2 separate regions of the Mus musculus genome follow, and region 2 is linked to region 1. A link is a contact called in public Hi-C data. All regions are on one chromosome and are shown on one strand. Each heading gives the region's core, a stretch centred on a gene start, on an enhancer-like site or on the middle of the called end of the contact. The rest is flanking DNA. Distances are from core to core; before and after follow the strand shown.

Region 1 (3,828 bases), core at 37-2,536:
TCTACTGATTTCTTCTATTTATCTCCTGACTGGGTACAAGTCGTGAATTAAGGGTTGACTTTGGTCCCTTGCAAGGTGTGTCTGTATTGTGTCTTTCTTTGGAATGAGTTAGAGGTTCTCCCAGGGACAGTTTTCCAAGTCCTTTTTTTTAAGTCCAAAACCTTGATTATTTTCTTTACCCATAGGCCTGGAGTTCAAGGGCAAGGGTGGGTTTTGGGGAGGGAATCAGACAGGAGGCTTTAGAATAAACATCGTGATGCTTAGTCCATGACCCCATTTACTTCAAAGGACTGTTAAGTGCAGGCAGGGCTGAGAATACCAGAACAGAAAGGCTTCTGTAAGAGAATTGCCTTTCCTTGCTTCTCAGGCTGTTGGAGCTAACTATCACCTTCCAAACCTAGCCTTGTTTCCCATTTCCCTCCTCTAGAATTACAACCCTGCCGTCTATCGGTCACAAGGACAATCTCTGCCTCACTTATTTGCCAATCCTCACGGAGGCTGGGAGAAGGCAGCAAGTGACAGCGGACATGTAAGAAGTTGCAGGACCCATGCTTACAGGAGAATAGAGGATGAGGAATGCTGCGTACATCCTCCCAGCAGCTAGAGAAATAACTGAAATTGAAAATGGTAAAAGAAAAGAACCCGACCCTATCAACTCCCGCCTTGTTCATAGACACTGATAGTCCTGACGTGAAGAGTGATTATCTGAATTTTCACCTGGACCTTCATGGAAGGATAGCCTCGGCAGTGAATTGTTTACTGTCCGTCAGCAGAGCTCAAATTGCAAAAGACAAAAGCCCCATAGGCTTTTGAGAAAATACTTTGTCTTGGAATTAATCCTGATCAGCCAAGGTGAGTTTGTTACTTAGTAACAACTAAGGGGGAAACCGGAGACTCCCCATCAAACCTCTGCTTACTGAAATCTTAGCACCAGCTATTTTTTCCCCCTTCACTTTTTTCCAAGATGTATTCATCTGGTCCATAATGTGCAAAACTTGGCTCCACCAAGAGTCCCAGGACATCCCAGGTGTAGTTTTTAGGAATGTTGTCACTGTATACCAAGATTAACAAGACATTTCAGAGCCAGGCATTTTTATCTTTTTCTAGAGTTTTGAACCCACTTGATTGTCTTCAGGATTCGTGCTCTCCATTCTCTTGCTCAGTTCCGTGTATTGAATTGTTGTCTGTTTCTCCAAGGTTTTATACGTTGGTGTTTTAGGGTAGTGTATCTCAGTATGGCTAATGAGCCCCTGCCAAACACGCTCTAATTCATGATGCCACCTGGTGGTTAATTGAGATACTGCAGTATAACACAGTTATACTGTTAGGTTAGGAGGAGGAAGTGGGTAGGAGTGTAGGAGTTCTGATTAATGTAATAATGATAATTTTTACAATTGCCCGATCTTTAACCCAAAGGATCAGAGGTCATGTAGACAAGAGTATTCCATTTTTGAAACCCTGCACCTGCCTTCAGAACAGAGAACAGGATCCCAGGGAATTGTCCTTCCTGCGGCTAGTCCTGGGCCTTTGTTTAAAGTAGGTATCAAATAAAGGCACTCTGAGGAGAAAAATGTGACATCTAACAAGTCTGACACCATTTCAAGGATCTGCTTGCTTTAGTTTATTCAGGTGCCTTTGGCTCAGGAAACAGAGTTACGCTCGGTTAAAAGTTTTGTGGCTCAGAACTGCTGCTAAAGTAATCAAAGCCCACAGCCTCACAAAGCAAGGTAATCCGGATCAGACAGCTCCTAAATTTGAGACCCTCTGATCCTGCTGATGTGACAGTTAAGAAGGAAATATTTAACCTCTCACTAGACTTTGCTGAAGCCTTTGAGGGCCTGGCATTCCCCGTGTTTCTGGCATTACCTAGCTCATCCCCACAGGAAAGCACAGGAAGGTGGAAGTACAAAGCTTTGGCCATGGGAGAAAGTAGCAGTTACAAGAGGGCAAAGAACACTTAGAACAGAATTTTAGGCGTCTGTATGTCTCATGGTAGGTGGATAAGACGCAATCTATTGTTTTAAACCACTGACTTTTAGTGATAGTATGCTTTCTGCTAGCATACCCCGATTTGTCTAACTGGTTGAGCAGTGGGCAGAATTTTTGTTTCTTCTGGTCAGTGGGTAAGGAACTAGAAATGTTAGATATCTTGTTAAGAGCACCTCCATGCACTAATTTGGGGCCTGAAATGCCCTACTAGTTGGAGCTACACCACAGTCTCTTTGGGACAGATGTGGGCTTGGAGAGACAACTGACATGATTTGGAAAAGGGACAGGACATACGCTCTCTCATCTCATCATGTCATCTGAACCAATTTTTTAAAATCATTTAGAGACTAGAGAAGATGGCTTATCTAACATCATAGAAAAGAGTTATTTCTCAGAAAAATAATCTTAAAAGTCCATTTTTTATGCTGCTGTCATTTAGGTGAAAACTTGTAAAATCCATGAGGCTAGCCTCTTGAATACCTGAACTTTCTCCACTGTTGCTGTTACAACACACGCACATGTGCACACACACGCACACTCCTAGTTCTTTAATTTTTGAATTTAAAAATTGTATGCATGTCTTGCCTGCATGTGTGTCTGCATGCTATATTTGTCCAGGTTCAGCTGAGGCTTCAGATCCCTGAGACTGGAGGTACAGATAGTAGTAGGCCTCCAGGGGGCGCTAGGAGTTGAGCCCTGACAGGCAATCAGTACTCTTAACTGCTGAGCCATCCTTCTCTCCACCCCACTCCCTCATAGTTCATGTAAGGTTCCTTATTACTTCTGTGGCTCAGTATATTCTATTGCTTCTTTCTGAAATTGACTCCCCCACCCCCGACTATTTGTCTACAAGGCTGAATGGTGGTTATTCTACAATACTTCCCAGACATAGTCCGGCGGAGCTAATCTCTCCCAGGTACTCTACACAGTTTGTTATGTGACGATTCTTTCCACACTTTTCTTTACTCTGTGCTGCACGTGAGCTGAACTGAAACAGACATGAACTTCAGGGGGGTCCTGATTTCTGCTTCCAGAAATCTGTATCCAGGGTCTCTCCTAACACAAGAGGTTCCGTTCTTACCTTTTTCCCGCCTATATATCCTCCTGAGCCCGAGAAGCTCTTGGTGAATGTACCCATGTATACGTCAATATCTTCAGGGTCCAGTCCAAATAACTCTCTGACGCCTCGTCCCGTGGGGCCTGTACAGCCAATACTGTGAGCTTCATCAATGTACAGGTAAGCCTTGTATTTCTTCTTTAGAGCCACTATCTGGGCAAGGTTCACAATGGAACCTTCCATGCTAGCACAAAAGAAAAAAGGCTTGGTAAGTAGTGAATAGTTTTCTGGAAAGCTCCGTTAGTGTCCTTCCAGCGCACCCTAGAAAGTCAGTGTCAGGCTGCTGACAAGGAGCAGTCACACCTCTCTTCACATAGCATGTTTTTTATTCAGCAAAGACAACATTTCAGTCTTGTAACATTTCTCTGGGTGTCTACTCTACTTGAATAAAAATACTTTATGTTTGATGGATTGAGTGGATTGGGTTGTCAACCTTGATTCTCAACTGAAAAATGAACTAGCCATATTGCTAATTTGTTTGTAAAGCTGGTTATTGCAGTTAGAGAAATGCTTTTAGGATAGCTTTAAGAAAAGTGCACCACCCCGAATCACCTTGATCTAGCTGCCTTTTTTTTTTTTTTCAGTTTGTTTAACCAGGTCTGCCAGATCTGAACTGCTAAAGATTAAAGTGGGGAATTGAAAACACACAGAGCTTCAGACACCATACTATTAATTAGTGCACAGTAAAACACCCTTTAGTTCCCCACTCACCACAACTCAGT
Region 2 (3,646 bases), core at 835-3,334, 580 kb before region 1:
ACATGTAGTTAAATTTTTAATTCCATATTTTGAGCAATCTATCTAAATTTGGGCTACATGAAGTAGATCAGTCATTCAGGCTTGAAGAAAGCTACAAGTTTTACATTCATAATTTAAAAAAAGAAAAATAAAAGTTACCAATGAAGAAAACAGCATTTAAATACCTAATAAAAAAAAAAAGAAAAGAAAACAGCATTTGCTTTCCCGGACAAGAAAAAGAATAAGCAGGAGTGGCTGTGTATGCTTATAATCTCAACATTTAGAGGCAGAGGCAGGAGGAGTGCCTCCTGGGCTACATAGTGAGACCCTATCTCAAAAATCTAAAAAGAAAGATGTTTACAGTGAGTTAAATCTCTAATCCTGCCAATACATTTCTCATACTCAACTACTCCACGTAGCAAACTCACATCACTTAATTTCCAGTCTTCATTCAACATCAGATTTTGTTCTTAACCAGGACTGGAGAAGCAGGTCTATAGTCTCAGATACTTAAGAACCTAAGAAAGGTGGGCTGTCCAAGCCTAGTTCAAGGTATAGCTTAGGAGTTAGAGCAAGTTGTCTGTTTTGGGAAAAAGACAGAGAGACAGACTGGGAGAGGGGAGCATGGGAGAAAGGAGCAGGGAGAAGGAGAGACTGCATCTCACTGAAATAGCATCTCCTACCTGGCTATGTCATAAACACGGTCTGCAATCCGACTTCCAACCTGGAAAATTTCAAGAGTCAATGGGTTAAATACACCAAGCAGGCTTAACAGAAAAGTAACTTTTTTTCCTAAGATTCAACATATGTTTCAAAACAGAAGTGTTTCCTTCTATCCCATTTGCTATTGTCCCACAGCAACTTCCTTTACAAATACTTTATTTTTTTATTATGGAAATAATAAAATACCCTGAAAACAAACGGAAGCAAATTACTTTAGAAGCAAATTTAATGAAATCAAAATTAACGATCTCCTTGGTGTGGCAGTTTATGTCTATAGTCCTTCGATTCAGGAGTAAGCAGGATTACCACAAGTCTGAGGCCAGTCTGGAATACACGGTGACTATGAGTTCCAAACCAGGATATATTAAAAAGACCCTTGTCTCGGAAACTCAAACCCAACATCAACATCGGGAGGCTGAGGCAGGTGGATTTCTATGAATTCGAGGTCAGGCTGGTATATATTACATAATAAATTAAGACAGCCAATGCTTGCAAATTAGTAAACACCAAGTCTGGAAAAGTATAGACGACCATCTCCTAAACACAACATAAAAGAAATCGTATGGTAAGTACCACCCTTCCCCGGACTGGCGTCATCCGGGATGCAGTCAACTATCCACACCTTGTACTCAGTCTCTTACAAGCTTTTCTTGAACAGAATGGAAGGACTTATTGAAGGCCTCTACACGTCCTTTTGGCCTTAGGAGTTTTGCACTTTTCCTTTTCCTAGGAGACTCGTCCCATCTCTCATCTCGGCTCAACTAATCTCTCACTTTTCGCCATAACAGCCATTCTTGACCACCGCAGTCACCAATACCGCTATCTCACTTTTTCTTCACCTTCCTTTTGCTGCAATTACATTCCCTGTCTATGTGTCTCCTACTCACTCCTAAATGATCTTGCTTTTCCCTGGAACTCAAGCAGTGTTTGCAAAGCGAATGAATGATTGCCCCGCATGCTATCGGAGCCTCTCGTGCTTCCCGGAAAATCAGAAAGGCTCTAGAGAGTGAAGCTTCTCAAGGTCACACAGTCGGGTGGGTGGGTCCGCCCTACCCGGCTCCACGCCTCCCTCCGTCGCAGCCCCACAGTCTCACCTCCTCCTTCAGGTAGTCAAATTTCATGGGGTCGGGCTGCCGGGCGGCCCAATTCTTCTGCTTCCTCTTCAATTCCCTGTCGAAGATGTTTAGGGCTCTGGGCGAGGTGCTGCCCGAAGGAGGGACACCAGAAGCGACCTCCCTGCGACTGCCGCTCGATGCAGAGACCGCTGGCCGGCCAAGCAGTGGGCAGAGGCGCAAAAGAACGACCTTTCGCAGCATCTTCAGCCCGGGCGCCACAGCAGGGCATGGTTTCTATTAGGCGCATGCGCCAACGGGACTACGACTAGCGCAGTTCCAAGGCGGAAGGTTGAAGTAGTTTGGCCCAGCTCGCGTGCCGTTAAGACGGAGCGTCTCGCGGAGGATTGTGGGAGTGCGCTCCATGTGAACTCAGACTGGGATCTGAGAAGAGTGGTGGGAAACTGTGCGGTCGCCCGTCGGGCTCTCCTTGGGATTTGTGAGTAGCCCCTATAGTCCGGTCCCTTTCTGGCCTCATTGTTCTCTTCAGAGCTGCTTCTCGAGAGAGACAGAGAACGCAGCCGAGTAACTTGCCCCGAAAGTTTGTGAGGTGGGAAGATGGTTCGGGACGAGCTGACCTGGAGCTCCCAGGCCAGAGGGTGGGTGGACTTGAGGGAGACCGGGAAGCGTTTCAAGTGCTGTCCAGTTGCTTTCGCTCCTCTGAACATCCCATGTTCGCCGTGGGCTTCCATTTCCAACATTCACACGCACTGCAGTTGGTTGAGGTGGTAGCTGTGTCGTACAGCTGTTCCAGGTGTTGTAGTATCTCTCTCTCTCTCTCTCTCTCTATTAGAATGTAAAGGGTTCTGAAGTAAAGCAACACTGTAATTCCAGTATTGAGGCCGAGAGACAGAAGTGATTGCAGTTCAAGGCTAGGCTAGCCTGTTGTGATGGCGTACAGTCTGTCGCAGGAGTGAGGGGCGTAAATACTGTCTTGTTTGGTCAGTCAGCTTTTATTCATACAGAAACTTCTGACTTTTTTGCAAAGTTGAAATCTGGAGAAATCCAACCACCAGGGACGCTTTACAAAGGAACATTAGGCATACAAACTTCTGTGAGCGTTTTTGTGTGTTTATAGCCTATCTAGGCCTTAGTCACTTTGAGAATAAAATGTTATAAAAAAGCGACATTTGGGACTGGATAGATTGCTCAGTGGTTAAGTGCACTGGCTGCTGGTCTTCAGTGGACCTAGGTTAAATTTCCAGCATCCACTTGATGGCTGACTATTGTCCAGTCAGTAAAACCAGTTCCAGGGGCTCAGAAGACCTCTTCAGGCGTCCATGGGCAGGAGGCACAGAAGTGATATGCAGACACACATGAATACTTAACACCCATACACATGGAAAAATTTATTAAGAAGAACGTGACAATTGTTAACTGTAGTTTGAGACTAATTTGGGTCTTGATAGAAACTAGGATTTATAGAAATAACACTAAGGTAAATCTGATTTGATTTTTTTTTAAATGCCCCTCATTAGTTAAGAGACAGCTTTGTAAAACCAAAAGCTTATGCAATTATGAAGTAAACATTAACAAAGAGAATGAAACAAGACTATGAAAACCCAATTAGACCAGCTGAGATTTCAGAATCTTTTGTTTTTGTCTTCCTGTGTCTGTTGCATCTGTAGATGATTACATCAGCCCACATACCCATGCACGTGTGTGCTCATATGTTTGGAAGGGTGCTTGTATATGGAGCCAGAGGTGATGGCTAGTGTCTTCCTCAATTGCTCTCCACTTTTTTTTTTTTTTTTAAGCAGAACCTCTCATTGGAACCTGAAGCTCCTCAAGTAAGCTAAGTTGGATGATTAGGGAGTGAGTCCTCTTGTCTC

What was found. A called contact is a pair of places that touch in the nucleus more often than the background predicts.
Region 2: a Hi-C map of nephron progenitors shows a contact between it and region 1, with 4 times the contacts expected there. The contact joins the promoter of Ndufaf5 here to the enhancer-like site in region 1. A contact is called at or near these places in 17 of 39 promoter capture datasets (the 3T3-L1 cell line, 3T3-L1-derived adipocytes, the C10 cell line and 11 more), 34 of 484 Hi-C or Micro-C datasets (the C3H10T1/2 cell line, CD4 T cells, CD8 T cells and 24 more), 6 of 115 datasets of contacts at active chromatin or transcription factors (astrocytes, bone marrow-derived macrophages, embryonic basal ganglia and 3 more) and 2 of 9 other capture datasets (adipose tissue and liver).

Annotation. Positions count from the first base shown.
Region 1 is chr2:139,588,954-139,592,781 of GRCm38.p6, reverse strand. Sptlc3 (serine palmitoyltransferase, long chain base subunit 3) reads right to left here. Exons shown (of 12, transcript NM_001356507.1): 8 at 3,071-3,290. Among named protein-coding and RNA genes, the nearest start is that of Ism1, 87 kb to the left of the region's middle. Within about 2 kb of position 1,286, at least 6 of the 459 cell types and tissues checked have an H3K27ac peak or open chromatin away from gene starts, as enhancers often do. A contact at or near this core is called in nephron progenitors, where this site is marked.
Region 2 is chr2:140,169,084-140,172,729 of GRCm38.p6, reverse strand. Ndufaf5 (NADH:ubiquinone oxidoreductase complex assembly factor 5) reads right to left here and starts at 2,084. Exons shown (of 11, transcript NM_027093.4): 1 at 1,797-2,084; 2 at 663-703. The coding sequence starts at 2,018. Esf1 (ESF1 nucleolar pre-rRNA processing protein homolog) reads left to right here and starts at 2,172. Exons shown (of 14, transcript NM_001081090.1): 1 at 2,172-2,253.